Regions from separate parts of the Mus musculus genome. Here regions 1 and 3 are each linked to region 2. The links are chromatin contacts, called in public Micro-C and promoter capture Hi-C maps. All regions are on one chromosome and are shown on one strand. The core of a region is the stretch at or near the end of the contact, and the rest is flanking DNA. Distances in the headings are between cores, read along the strand shown. Region 1 holds the start of Cisd1 (CDGSH iron sulfur domain 1). Region 2 holds the start of Phyhipl (phytanoyl-CoA hydroxylase interacting protein-like). Region 3 holds the start of Ube2d1 (ubiquitin-conjugating enzyme E2D 1).

Region 1 (4,744 bases), core at 2,052-4,551, 750 kb after region 2:
GCAGATCTCTGTGAGTTTGAGGCCGGCCTACTCTACATAGAAAGTTCTGGGGTTGTCTCAAAGAAATAAACGAACAAAACCAATTTGAAAACAAAAAGCAAGCCTTGTCAAGAGCTCCAGGGAAGAACAGCACAATGCTGTCCAGGGGAGGCTTTAGTAAGCCTTATGGAAATGGGAGGGTAAGAGATGACAGCTGACTCGGGGAGAGTCAGAGGTGTTAAGAGTTCAGAAAGGCCATCTATTGGGCAAGAATCATGAGACTACATACGTGCACTGTGAAGGCTACTTCCCAGGAACCATCATGAGCTCACTGGTACGCGCCCAAACCAGCCTATGCTGACCATGGGGAGGGTCTCTTCTGCATTGCCTCTAACTCCAGTCCCTGGTCTGACACTTATTAACCACCTTCCTTCTGCACCCCAGGCTCCCCCCCCCCCCCCCGCCCAATATAAAGAATTCTGGAAACACAGACCTTCATTCTCCCTTTAGTATATATATATTTTCCCTGAGACAGTCATGTTACATAACCCAAGCTGGCCTCTTGATTCCCCAGCCTCAACCTCTAGAGGGCTGGGATAGCAGGTGTTTGCAACCACACCTTGCTGTAAGTCAATACTTTAGCTTTCAACTAAATACAAATAGGAATGCAACGGCGGGGGAAGGGGGGTCCTGGATGTGTTTCAATTGGCACACTGCTTGCTTGCTTTGCTGGCACAAAGCACAGAGTTCAATCCTCAGATAAAATTGGTGTGATATTGCACACCTATAATTCCAGCACCCAAGAGGCAGGGGCAGGAGGATCGGGCGTTCATCTGCTATTCCGCAAGTGAAAAGTAACCCGGGCTGCATGAGGCTCTATGTAAGAAAGATAAATAAACAAACCACAACAGTTTTACAAGACACAAGAGGCAAACATTAAAATGCATATAGCAGGGGCTGGGGAGAGGCCTCAGTACTTAAGAGCATGGGTTGCTTTTCCAGGGGACCAGGGTTCATCCATCCCCCACATTCAGGTCTAACAGCAGTTCCAGGATTACTGACTGACACCCCCTTCTGGCCTTGGTGGGCACTTCATGCACAGGACACACCAACATACAAGCAGGCAGAACACCCACACACACAAAGGTAAGTAAATCTTTAAAAGCAAAGTGGGAGCTGGGGGGAGGGTGTATTTGCAAGGCATTCTATAACCCAACTCTGAGTTGGAAGAGGTTGGTAGAAAAGACTTGTAAAACCTTTAGGACTCTCCGTATAGTCTTCATAATGATCTCTATGTTTTTCATAACTAAAAAAAAAAAAATAAGTTGCCGGGCAGTGGTTATGCATGTCTGTAATCCCAGCACTTGGGAGGCAGAGGCAGGTGGATTTCTGAGTTCGAGGCCAGCCTGGTCTACAGAGTGAGTTCCAGGACAGCCAGGATGGCACAGAGAAACCCTGTCTCGAAAAACCAAAAAAAAAAAAAAAAAAAAAAAAGTTTTCCAGCACAACAAAGGTGAGTACTTCAAGTTGAAGCCAACTGAGGGTCTTCACCAAGAAGTTTCATATTTCTTAGATAATAAAAGACTAATGAAAAGTCACTTTTGAGCTTCCCTGTGCCCACAAATTAAGGCAAATTAAACCCTTACCTTTTGGCTGCAGGAAAGACTAGCCTGCAAAGTGTGACTAGTTCTTGGGGCTCACCTCCTTTGTCTTTAATAGCTCCATTATCTAAATCAGGACCTAGTGTCTGCTTACGAAATATGAGCCCAGATTTCAAACAAAAACACATTTTGCAATCTTTTTGCCCAACCTCACCCACATACAAGTGTTCCTACGAAATTAAAACAACTGCACCACAAATCATGTGAGCATTTTATTTTATGCAACCGTCTTATTACCAAGAACACTGTTTTTCCAGGTGTGATGGCAGGCCTATATAGGTTCAGCACTGCAGAGGTTGATACAAGAGGATTTCAAGGTTAGCTTGGGCTATAGAGATCATGTCTCAAAAAGACAAACAAAACAGATTTTTAAAAACCACGAAGAAAACTTAAGTTCACCAAAGTGGATGCATTTAAAGGAGTCCCCAAATGGCTACCCTTTAAAATAAAGTTTGCAGAGAATCATTTCTTTTTGTCTGTAGTATTTTTAAACTATCTGCATGGGCTTTAGCATGATGGCTCAGTGGGAAAAGGTGCCTGCTGTCAAGATGGATGACCTGGGTTTGATCCCTGGGACTCACAGGGTGGAAGAGAATCCGCTCCTACAAGTTATCTATTCACTTCCACACAAGCCATGGCACTAGGTACAGACACACTCACACAAATAAATGTTAAGAAAATAAAATAAAAAACTTGTTCTCCCTATCTGCCCAGTCAGTTTCGTCGATATTAAGTAGAACTTTCCAGTATATAGAACCAACCTACTACAAAACTAAGGTCCCACTTCCCCAGTCAGTCACCCTGTGGGCAACCAGGCTAGAGAGGCACGGTTCACCCCCCAAAACCCCCGTCCTTCCTGACACCCTGACGTTGGGGACTGGTCACGTTAGGGATAGTTACAGAACCGAGCAGTATAGACGATCCCTATTTGCTGAATGAATCAGTGGGGCTCACTGTAATTTAATTTTTTTACTTTTACTCAACTAAAGGTTAGAAGTAACCAAACCCTGGGGTGTGGCGTTTTTATATCGGGGCAGTCAGTCACGCATATCGCACAGGTTGTAGTAATTTTAACAGTTGATCACCAGGGACTTTACACTAGCCAAGTTTCACAAATTCAATTCTAGTCAGATTTCTACAAACTTCTGTTTTCAACGCTAGGGAAAAAGGCCATTTTCAGTGGTTTCTCAGACCACTGTCACCAGCGGCCGGATGCAAAGTACGAAAGAAACTTGGAAATTGAAGACCTTGGATTGGGTTTCTTTACCTAGAATTACAAAGCCAGCAAAAGCAAAACACCTACGACGTGACCAGTCCCCGGTGTCAGGGTCTCAGGAAGCGCAGGAGCGTTTTGGGGTGGACTGCGCCCCGCTATCTTGGTTGCTCACAGCGTGGCTGGCCCGGGAAGTGGTCCAGGGCCGGGATGCCGGCCCGCACCAGCATCCCCCGAGCGCTCCGCAGGCCTGCGCCTGCCCTTGTGCTGGTCAAGGTGACAGTCCGGATAAGGGTGGCGGGGACCGGCCGCGGGCGGCTCACCTCGCACAGCGGAGTTGGAGCTGAGGCCCATGGCGCGGGCAGCAGGAAGGCCGTGGCAGGACCGCGCGAGCGAGCGCTGGGGACCGCGGAGACTTGGGCAAGACGCGACCTCGGGGCCCACTCACTGCCACTGCGCAGGCGCCGCGGCAAGCTGGGAGCGCGTGTGCCGGCGCGCCGGTAGAGTCGCGCATGCGCAGCTGGTCCAACCCGGCAGACGGGTGAGGATTTGACAACCGCGGGATAGCCTTAGGCGCCAAGGCGGTGACTGCGTCTGCGCCGCCCGGGCGAGCCTATCCAGGCCGGGTTTTACCGTCGGTCCAGTTGAGAGCGTTTCAGGTGACTCAGGACAAGTACCTGCAGGACTGTCGGCCGATGGCCTGCCGATCCTTTGACTTTTGGTAATAAGTTACACAAGGTGTGGCCAGCTCAGCTGTGGGTCCTGCAAATCTGACCAGCTCCACTGTGGGTCCCGCAAAGACAGATTTTGCCTTAGGATGCCAGTGCAGGCACACGGGCATCGATGGAGCTGTGTCTAGAGCTTCCTCTAGCCACATTGGGCCTCCATCCCTTCAGCCTCTGACCCTGCCACTCATGCATCCAGAAAGTCCCAGAAAGACAAAAACAAAAACAACTTGCTTCGGCTGGTGAAGCAGCTCAGCGGCTCTCTGCTTTCACAACGGTATGGTGTTTGCCCAACATGCACAACACTCTGCCTTCAATTCCCAGCATTGCCATGAATAAATAAACATAAGTAGACTGTCCACTTAGAAAAACGATTTAGAAGGCTGCAGTGGCTTAGATGCCTAGGACCAGCTTCTGCATGGAGAGGGGTTCTGAGAGAAGGGGTGCCTGGGAGCGGCGAAAACAAACGACTTGGGTCCAAGCTGGCGGCCTTGGTTCTGCTAAGATGGCTTTCCAAATTGCCCGCCCTCTTTCCCTCCTTCAGTCTGTCTCTCTCTCTTTTTCTCTCTGTGTTCTGCTCTGATGTAGACAGATTTTCTTGCTATTTTACAAATTCTGATTGAGATAGCTTTCTCTGCTAGTAAAACTAGAAGCTATCAGGAAAAACTGCTACAAAAAATTATTGGATCTTCAAACCAAGTCGGAAATTCTCTCAAGAAAATATTCTTGAAGAGCTGTTTTCGATCTCCAGAGATCTCCATACAGCTCTGCTCTCCTTAGAGGAAATTCTATTTTTTTTTTTTCTTTTGGTTTTTTGAGACAGGGTTTCTCTGTATAGCCCTGGCTGTCCTGGCACTCACTTTGTAGACCAGGCTGGCCTCGAACTCAGAAATCCGCCTGCCTCTGCCTCCCAAGTGCTGGGATTAAAGGCGTGCGCCACCACGCCCCGCTTAGAGGAAATTCTAAAGAACTGTTATTGCTGTCTGCTAGCTCAAAAGTCCTGGTTTGTTTTTTTTTTTTTTTTCATTTTTCTTTTTAAATTTACACCTCAATTCAATTATTTATTCCAGGTTCTCTTTTGATTATCCTATGAATCAGCATCCCCTGACCCCACCCCTTTGATTCTTAGGAAAACAGCAAGCACATGTTTTCTTTTAACATTGCAA
Region 2 (4,430 bases), core at 3-2,502:
TTGAACATTTTCACTGATAATCGTATTTCCATGTCAACCGGTTTTATATGCAGAATTTAACAATTATTTGGCCAATCAGCAATCAGACGACTTCTTTACAAATGAAGTTTTATTCCAAATCACTGAAACAACTCTTATCCTCCAACTAGCCCAACACACCATTCTGTGCCCAACACTGATACTCTAACTAGCCCAACACACAGCGCCGTGCCCACACTGCAGAGTACTAGCTAGCTAGCACTTTAACACTCGGACCCTGTGATCAGTCATTTCCTTTTCGTAGACTGCCAACTTTAACAATAGAGTACTGACACATCAACACACAATGGTGTGTGCTGCACACACACCGAATCTCAGCAAACGTAGAGGAAGGACCAATATCCTGTTCGGATTTTTGACAGCCTCATAATCCCTGCCCAGAACCAAGAGCCTAGTGTCTGTCCTTGGTGCTGAAACGCAGCTTTTCTGTCCCCGACTAAAATACTAGGAGGCTCACCCCAGTTAGACAGACACTCCTGGGGTTCAGAGGTTTGCAAGAGAATGGGTAAGTTTTTGTTCAAGCCTATCCAGTCTAGCCTTCGCGGTGGCGGGTAAGTCCCTGGTCGGGAGACCCAAGATCTGCCTGCTGCAGAATAGGCAACACCGGGCCGCGGACCCGAGAGGCGCCCTCTCCACCGCGGAGCATTCTCCCGCGGATCCGAACGGTTCCTTTTCCCCAGTGGAGCCCTCTCCCGCGGACCCATTGGATCCCTCTCCCCCGGTAGCCTTCTCCCGCGGACCTGAGCGGCGCCCTCTCCTAAAGACCAGAGAGGCGCCCTCTTCCCCCAGCAGCCTTCTCCCGCGGACCCGAGAGGCGCCCTCTCCCTCCAGCAGCCTTCTCCCGCGGACCCGAGAGGCGCCCTCTCCCAGGGACCGGACACCTCCGCCCGCGTCCTTTTGTCTCCCGCCGGTGCCTCCGTTCCTCACCATCACGGTCGCACAGCTGGATGGCCTCCAGGCTGAGGTTCTTGATCTCCTCACACGGACTACTGGGGCTGCTGAGGGCATGGTCCAGGCGCGGCACCTCCATCTTCGCGACCCCGCGTCGAAGCCAGGCGCCAGCGGCCGGCGGGGCGAAGGGCGGGAAAGGCCTGAGAAGGCTGAGGACGAGGGCAACCTCCGGTCGGGAGTCGCGGCCGAGGCGGCGGCGGCGGTGGTGGTGGCGGCGGCGGCAGCGGCGGCAGAAGCTCCTTCGAGTGCGCGGCTCGTAGACTGAACGCCGGCCGGCGCGAGCGCGGGAAGAGCGCGCTCTCGCCTGAAGGGAGGGCCGCGCACGCTCACGGGGGCGGGGCTGGCGGTGGACGCGCCTACCTGCCTGCACCCGGGCCCCGCCCCTTTCCTACCTCTCGCAGACCCCGCCCCCTGCCTGCCGCCCGCCCTTGCGCACACGCGCACGGAGGACAGGGGTCCGGGGTCGCGCCTACCTGCCTGCACAGGGCCCCGCCCCTTTTTTACGGCACGCGGACCCCGCCCCCTACCTGCCGCGCGCGCGTACGCGCACGGACGCGGACGCGCCCTCCGCTCTCCTCTCTAGGGCTCCGCTCCCAGCCAGTGGCGCGCCCACGCTCTGACACGCCTCCATCGCTGCCCTTGTCCTGGGGCGCGCACCCGCAACCTACCTGCGGGCGCGTAGACCGTACCCCCCGGGGCGCCTGTCGCGCGCACGCGCATGCGCGCCCCACTGCTTCCCTGCGCATCCCGACCCCGCCTGCCGCGCGCACGCGCCCTCGCTTGGCTCTCCCGCGCGCCTTCTCCCGCTGGAAGCGAAGGAGGATGGAGCGCGCGAGGAGCGCGGGCTGTGGCAAGCTGCTCGGCGCGTCGCGCTCGCCCGGCGATGGCGGCTAGGCTCTTTTCACAATGCCAGGTAGAGCCGGACGGCCACCCCGGGCTGCGGCGAGGCGAGCGCGCGCCTGTTGCTTGTTGAACACACATTGGGAAACTGAGGCCCGAGCCGCCTAGGGTTCCCGGTCCCCGCTCTGCGCGCCCAGCCGCCGTTCCTCACCAGGCCCCGCAGTGAGCAATGAGCGGCCACCTGAGGACTGCACCGGGCAGCGAGCGCGAACTCAGGTCGGTGCTGCGGGACAGGTGAGGCTACACAGGATGCTGGCGGCTGGCTGCTGAGGAGGCAGCTTCCGGGTGACAGCCACTTGTCAGCTTGCCTCCTCACCCACTCAGCTAACAAACAAGTCTTCAGTGCTCTCCCTGGGCCCGGCATTGTTCTGACTGAAAAATACAGGCTGAAACACATCACCTGTTCTTTGTTACCCTAGAAAATGAAAGGGGGACCTGTGGTCTTCCAGTGATGGCCATATTTGCACGCCCCATTGCTTTCAGGAGCACCTAAGATATTTCAGTGCACTCTGATGGTGCAAAGGTTTTAAAAATAAAGCCTATATAGATGACAGCCTGTTGGCCTCTGTTCTCATTTACTGATTCGGAATGTTATTTTGTTTTTCTTGGTATCACGGGATCAAAAGAAGCCCCTCTCCCCCTTGTATTATTTATAGTTATTGGTAATAATTTATGTTCCATGTTTACTCATTTTCCAATTTCAAACATTGATATTCACCAATAAAAACAATTTACATATAGATTACTATATGCTGCCTTTTCTAGTCACATCCATTTAGCCATAAACAACTAAATCTAGTTAATTGATGTCTCATAAAATGGAAGGCCCCGCTTTAGATAAAATAAACCCGTGAGGAAATTTGGCACAATTGAAGGTTGATAAACATCCGTGTAAGGTAATTTGGTATCATTAAGTGAAATGTCCTCGTTATGAACTTCGGGATTAATGAGATGGACCTTTGTTTTGAGCTGGGAAAAACATTCCAGTATCAAGGTAGGAGATACCTTAAGGAGAGAGTAAATTACTGTTTGTCAAGAAAAATGGTGAATTTCTTATGTTCAAAAACCTAGATCAGCAGAACTAGATATTGACAGCCAAAGCACAGTGGGTTCATCTTTCAGAGAATTCTCAGATTTATAAATCACAAGAGGAGCTGCAAACTACAAAAATAGCTTACCCACAATTGAAAGATATAATATGTATACATTAGAACTTTAATTCACACAAATATTACAAGTGTATCAGGACAATATACCAGGTGCCGAGAATATATATCCCAGTTGGGGTCCACATTCAGTCAACTGTGAGCAGGACATCATAGGCAAAGAAAAAGTATTAATTACTTTTCCACTACTATTACCGAATTGCTAACATGTCTGAGAAGTGAAAAGGTTTCCTTTGGTTCAGTTTTGATATAGTCAGTCTATCTTAATGAGGAAAGCCATGTTCACAAATGGCAGATGAGAAAGTGTATATAGTGGCAGGAAGCTGTCAAGGATAATACACTCCCAAGGACCTGGCCCAATGACCCACTTCTTCATCCAGGTCTCCATTTTCCAGATCTCCATTTTCAAGTTCTCCAGTCTCCCCAATAGCATCAACTAGACCGAGATCAATTAGACTGAGAACCTGAGGCAGAGATTTCAGATTCAAACCATAACAGGGAAAGCAGGAGTTCCTGTTCCTGCTAAAAGTTCCTCAGTACTAAAAATGCAGCTGGATCAATATCCAATAGAATGGCCATGGACCATATTAAGAGCAAGGTGTCTTTAGCAAACACTATGATATTTACTTTCTGGGCCGGAAATATTCAAACTACCAAAGACGTGCTACTCTTCAGTCAAAAAAGCCACCAGGCTGAACTGAAAACAAACAAACAAAAACAAATACACAGGCAAAGATTGTAGTCACCATCTTAAAGCAAACTACTAGAAACAACCAGAAGAAAGGAGTGTCATTATAGACATTATAGAAGTAGAAGGCTTCATTCTATTCCAAATCCTTTGGTATGACCCTCAAGCTCATGGAACCTCTTTCTTTTTTTTAAAATTATTTTATTTACTTATTTATTTTATATTCCAATATCAGCCCCCTTAAGTCCTGCCTCACAGCTCCTCTCCTCACTCCTCCCAAGAAAGGGGAACCCCTGGGTATCACCCCTCTCCTCCCTGCATATCAGTCACTGCAGGACTAGGTGTATCCTCTCTCACTGAGGCTAAACGTGGAAGCCCAGTTAGGGGAAGATGATCCACAGGCAGGCAACAGATTCAGGGGCAGCCCCTGCTCCAATTATTGGGGAACCCAAATGAAGACCATGCTGCACATCTGCTATATATAAGAGGGTATTGGGTGGGGGGAATGTGAGTGTGGGGCTAGTTCCAGTCCATGCTCATTCTTTGGTGGTTCAGTCTCTGAGAGTCCCCAAAAGTCCAGGTTAGTTGACTCTGTTGGTCTTCCTGTAGAGTCCCTGTCCTCTTTGGGTCCCTCAATCCTTCCTCCGACTCTTCCACAAGACTCCCCAAGCTCCGTCTAAATGTTG
Region 3 (4,492 bases), core at 250-2,749, 690 kb after region 2:
TGTTTATATGGTTAAAAATAAAGTGCCACCGTGTTATCTTCAAACGAGAAAACGTCATTATTTAATAAACGCTGATCTTAACATTTTATACCGAGTTGACCTTCAGCGGCACAAAGAACAGCGATGATCTACACAGCTAAGGTTTATTAAAAAAAAAAAAAAAAAACAAAAACAAAACAAAAACAAAAACAAATAAACAAAAAACAAACGAAAATTTGGCTGCGGGTAAAAGTTGCTGTCCTCAGTACCGAAAGATGCCTGTTTCCTACCACTCTAACTCAGAACATTTTCAGTCAAGTGTAGCTGGAAAGGTTGATAAAACGTTTGGGGAGCCAACCATTTCTTGTGAAATCAATTACCAAACACATTATCCACTGTTGGCGCATTTGCTTCTAAAGCGATCCCAAACACCACGTTCCCAGCAGCAAGGACTACCGCTGTAAAATGTTAAAAGATACTTGAGATAGGGGACAGGCCAACAAGAGAAGTGGGTGCGGTAAAGAATACAAAGAGAGGGTTGGAACCGATCCTATGTAAGGACTGACTGTCCCTTCGATTGTCTTCCTCATTCTCTATTCACACATCAAAGCATCCAAACAATTTAATTTGTGGTCCTTAGTGTTGTGTCTTCAACTCTACATCTAAGTTTATCGTGAGGGTGTGAAGAAAAAAATACAAAACAAAACCAACAACCTGCTTAGCTTACCTAGCCATGAATCACAGCCAGGAGCTCATCTTGCTGTGTATCAGCAACTATGTTCTCAGTACAGCTATGTGACCTGAAGTGGCAGCTGCGTGCAGAACCACCAAAATAGCAGGGGCAAGAGCTCTCTGCTGGCTCCTCGGCCCCAATCTCGCGTTCCCAGCCCTTTCCTCCCACTGAGCACCAGCCGACTGCAGAGCCCAGAAAGACCCAGCCCCACGCTCTGAGAATAAAGGCCGTAGGCCCACCACACCTTCCCTGCCCTCTCGGGGAACCCGGGGTGCGAACACAGCAAGGAGGGCTCCGGGGACATTGTGAGGACGCACAGCGGGATAGGGGACGAAGGCCGCCCGTTGCAGAGCAAGCCCCGGCCCAGCGGGGATGCACACACCCCGGGACAATCTGGCCACCCCACGGGCACCCGCACCCGAGGTTCTAGGCTCATCCTGGAAAGGGCACGACCGGATCGGGTCGCCCCGAGGTTCCAAGTACCCAGACCTTGCGGATGCACGCCTCACCTGTGCGGGCCGATCCGTACCCCGGCCTCCCCAGTGTCCGCGCCCCTCCCACACCGTGCGCCCCGGGTTCCTGGGGACATCTTGGGGACACCCAGGCCGGTTCTGGCAGCCACTCACTTTCTGGATCCGCTTCAGCGCCATGGGGCAGGCGGCGGGGGCTGCGGAGTGTCCGCGTGTCCCGGGCTGCCGCCTCGCAGGGCTGCTCCGTGTGCGCCCGGGCGCGGTGCGCGAGTGTGCGGGCGGCGGCGCCGGACTCTTTTGTTTCCGCCTTCGCTTGCTGGGAAGGAGCCTGCGCCCTCCCCGCCGCGCCCCGCCCGCCTGGCACACTGGGAAGTGTAGTCCCAGGCTCGGCCTCTGCCGCCCGCGCGGACGTCGTCCGGTCACCCGTGGGTGACAGCTGCGACCAGGCTGCTGCCGCTCCCTGCAGCCGCTCTGCAGAGCAAGGTCTCGAATCTGCAAAAACCCAGACAGCAGGTGAGCTGTCGCTCCTAGGAGCTGCTGTGAACCACGGCTCGCTCCTCCTCGCACAGACCCTGCGGCGGATCTTAACTTCCTTTGCAGATAATTCTGACTCTTCCCCGCTCGCCCCTGAGGGCGTGAGGAGTCTTCGTCAATTGTACTCCACCTTTCTTTCTTTCTTTCTTTCTTTCTTTCTTTCTTTCTTTCTTTCTTTCTTTCTTTCTTTCTTTCTTTCTTTCTTTCTTTCTTTCTTTCTTTCTTTCTTTCTTTCTTCCTTCCTTCCTTCCTTCCTTCCTTCCTTTCTTTCTTTCTTTTTTTTTTTTTGAAACAGGGTTTTCCTTTATGTCTTTTTGTCTCCACCTCCCAAAAACGGGATTGAAGACAGCTTTCCACACACCCAACCGTTACGTGGTCTCTGGCATCCGAACTCAGGTCCTCAGGCTTTGCGGCAAGCAGTTTACCCACTGAGGTGTCCTCCAGCCCCTTCTCAGTTCTTGTGATCTCAGATCTTGCTTGTCCTTTCAACCATGACTTCTTGGCTTGGCACCTGCAGGTCAGTCTTGGATTTCTGACGGCGTTGGTCAGTCTTAGGTTTCTGATGACTAAAGTCAATCCATTCCTTATCTAAAATGGTTTTGAATCCCATATTGCTTCTCAAAACACTCAACGCTCACTGTCGCGGCTTCCACAGTGTCTCTGCAGCTGGATCAGCCACATCTGGGAAGTTCTCTTCTCCGCCTTTGCAGTGGTCCACAGAAGACCAGCCCCACGCCCTCTGCAGAAACTAGAGATGGGTTGCGGCCCAGAAAGCTTCGAGGGACTGTGCTTTGCAGAGGTCCCCTCAAGCAGTCCTGCTCTGTCTGCATATTGGTCTACTTTCCTGTCCATCCGCCCCCCCTCCCCTTGTGTGTGTGTGTGTGTGTTTGTGAAATTATTTCCCAGGAGCTGTACTCCTTGTTTTTTGAGACAGAGTCTCTCACAGGGACCTGGAGCTCACCTATTGGGCTAACCTGGCCAGGTATCTGCTGTCTTTACCTGCTCAGCACTGATTTTACACACAAGCCCCACCATGCCTACATTTATGCTTGCTTGTCAACACTTTATAGACATTGTCTTCCCACTTATTATTATTATTAATTATTATTACTGCTTTATCTCACCCCAAAAGAAGAGTGGCATTAATGCAATTCATCTTTTTAGCTAGAGACCAAACCATAAATCAACCCTTCTTGTGTCAGATCATGGAACTCAGGGTCTCATGCACACTAGAATAAGTACACAGCGAACCACTTTTCATTGATCATATCCCAACCCCAGCTCAGGAGTGTTAGAAAACACTACTGATCAAAGAGACTTCTGGAAAATAGTAGCTAAGTCCTGACTCCTACAAAGAGTTGTACAGAGACTAGCTGGACACCTGAGCACCATCCTGCACGCTAGAACTGGAAGACTACCTTTATATTTTTCCAAATGGTGACCTTGTTAATGAAGTCAGAGATGTGCAGGCTGGTCTCGGGCTCCTGATGCATTCAGTGCTGTGTTCCCATGCCAATGGCTTTTGGATGTCATGTTGTAAGTGAGGCCATGGTTACCTGCTACCATCATGGGAAAGCATCGCTTCCCAGTAACTCCTTGCCAGACAGTTCTTCTTCCTGCAAGATGATTTGGAGGTTGGTACTAAGCCATCCCAAAAGCACACCCTCCAGTATCCCTGTGGGTAGGAGCCTTTCATTTGAAAGTCACTGAGGGTTCAAGACAGGGACATCAAGTTGTCTCTCTTCCAGTAGGTCCTACGGGCTGCTCCACGAGTCACTGATTGAATCATCTTCTCCCTCAAAGATGTAGACACCCACAAGCCACAAATGTCCATCACAATTCATCACCAACTCTAGCTTACCTGCTGTCGTTGGTGAATGCTTTGGTTTTGTGCATCACTCACGGTGTAGAAGGACTTCTTGTCATTTACCCAATGAACTCTTACATATCCTTCTAAACATGACTCAACAAAGTACACCCCAGGAGAGTTTCCTCTATCTATTCACCAAGGTGGGGAGAAGAGACACAAAGAGAGGGGAAAAGAAGAGAAGAAAGGAGAGGGAAGGGAAGGGGGAGTAGTCAGGGTTCCCTAAAGGAATAAATCTGGTAGAGTTGATATATATTAAAAGGGGACTCGTTGGGCATGATGCCACACGCCTTTAATCCCAGCACTTGGGAGGCAGAGGCAGGTGGATTTCTGAGTTTGATGCCAGCCTGGTCTACAGAGTGAGTTCCAGGACAGCCAGGGCTACACAGAGAAACCCTGTCTTGGAAAAAAAAAAAGTGTGTGCGCGTGTGTCTGTGTGTGTGTATTGTCAGGTTGGTATATAGGATATGGTCCATGAAGTCCAATGATGGCTGTCCCACCCTGGAGAGTCCAAGAATCTGGTGGTTGCTCAGTCCATGAGTCTGGATGTCTCTGCAGTACCAATCTGGTGCTGGGGGTCTGGAGGATTCCTGGAGAGCTGCTAATCTCCGGTGTGTCTTGGAAGCCCAAAAGGTTGGTTCTAATCTTGGTGAAGGAACAAGATAGAGTGGTTGCCAGCAAGAATGAGGGCAAACAGGGAAAAATCTATTATCCTTTTGTCGCCTTTTATCTGAGCCGCCACCAGAAGGTGGAGCCTGCATTTAGGGTGGGTCTTCCTGTTTCGAATAATCTGGCTAAGAAAATCGCTCACTCTGCATTTTGCATTTAATTGATTGTCCAGTCAGGTTGACAGCCAAGATTAACCAGCACAGAAGGAAAGGGGAGAGGGCAGGGAAGAAGAGGAGGGAA

What was found. Promoter capture Hi-C pulls out the DNA fragments that hold promoters and counts their contacts. Hi-C and Micro-C count contacts between places; a contact is called where the count stands out from the background.
Region 1: a contact with region 2 is called in a Micro-C map of embryonic stem cells, with 3 times the contacts expected there. The contact joins the promoter of Cisd1 here to the promoter of Phyhipl in region 2. A contact is called at or near these places in 1 of 39 promoter capture datasets (cranial neural crest) and 2 of 484 Hi-C or Micro-C datasets (both in embryonic stem cells).
Region 3: a promoter capture Hi-C map of neural stem cells shows a contact between it and region 2. The contact joins the promoter of Ube2d1 here to the promoter of Phyhipl in region 2. A contact is called at or near these places in 1 of 39 promoter capture datasets (neural stem cells) and 1 of 115 datasets of contacts at active chromatin or transcription factors (embryonic stem cells).

The regions. Positions count from the first base shown.
Region 1 is chr10:71,341,548-71,346,291 of GRCm38.p6, forward strand. It overlaps Cisd1 (CDGSH iron sulfur domain 1), which reads right to left and starts at 3,302. Exons shown (of 3, transcript NM_134007.4): 1 at 3,177-3,302. The coding sequence starts at 3,207.
Region 2 is chr10:70,598,039-70,602,468 of GRCm38.p6, forward strand. Phyhipl (phytanoyl-CoA hydroxylase interacting protein-like) reads right to left here and starts at 1,253. Exons shown (of 5, transcript NM_178621.4): 1 at 967-1,253. The coding sequence starts at 1,069. D630013N20Rik (RIKEN cDNA D630013N20 gene) reads right to left here. Exons shown (of 4, transcript NR_045292.1): 4 at 3,011-4,430.
Region 3 is chr10:71,283,763-71,288,254 of GRCm38.p6, forward strand. It overlaps Ube2d1 (ubiquitin-conjugating enzyme E2D 1), which reads right to left and starts at 1,500. Exons shown (of 7, transcript NM_145420.2): 1 at 1,339-1,500. The coding sequence starts at 1,362. It overlaps Gm34376 (a long non-coding RNA gene), which reads left to right and starts at 3,973. Exons shown (of 3, transcript XR_380564.2): 1 at 3,973-4,216.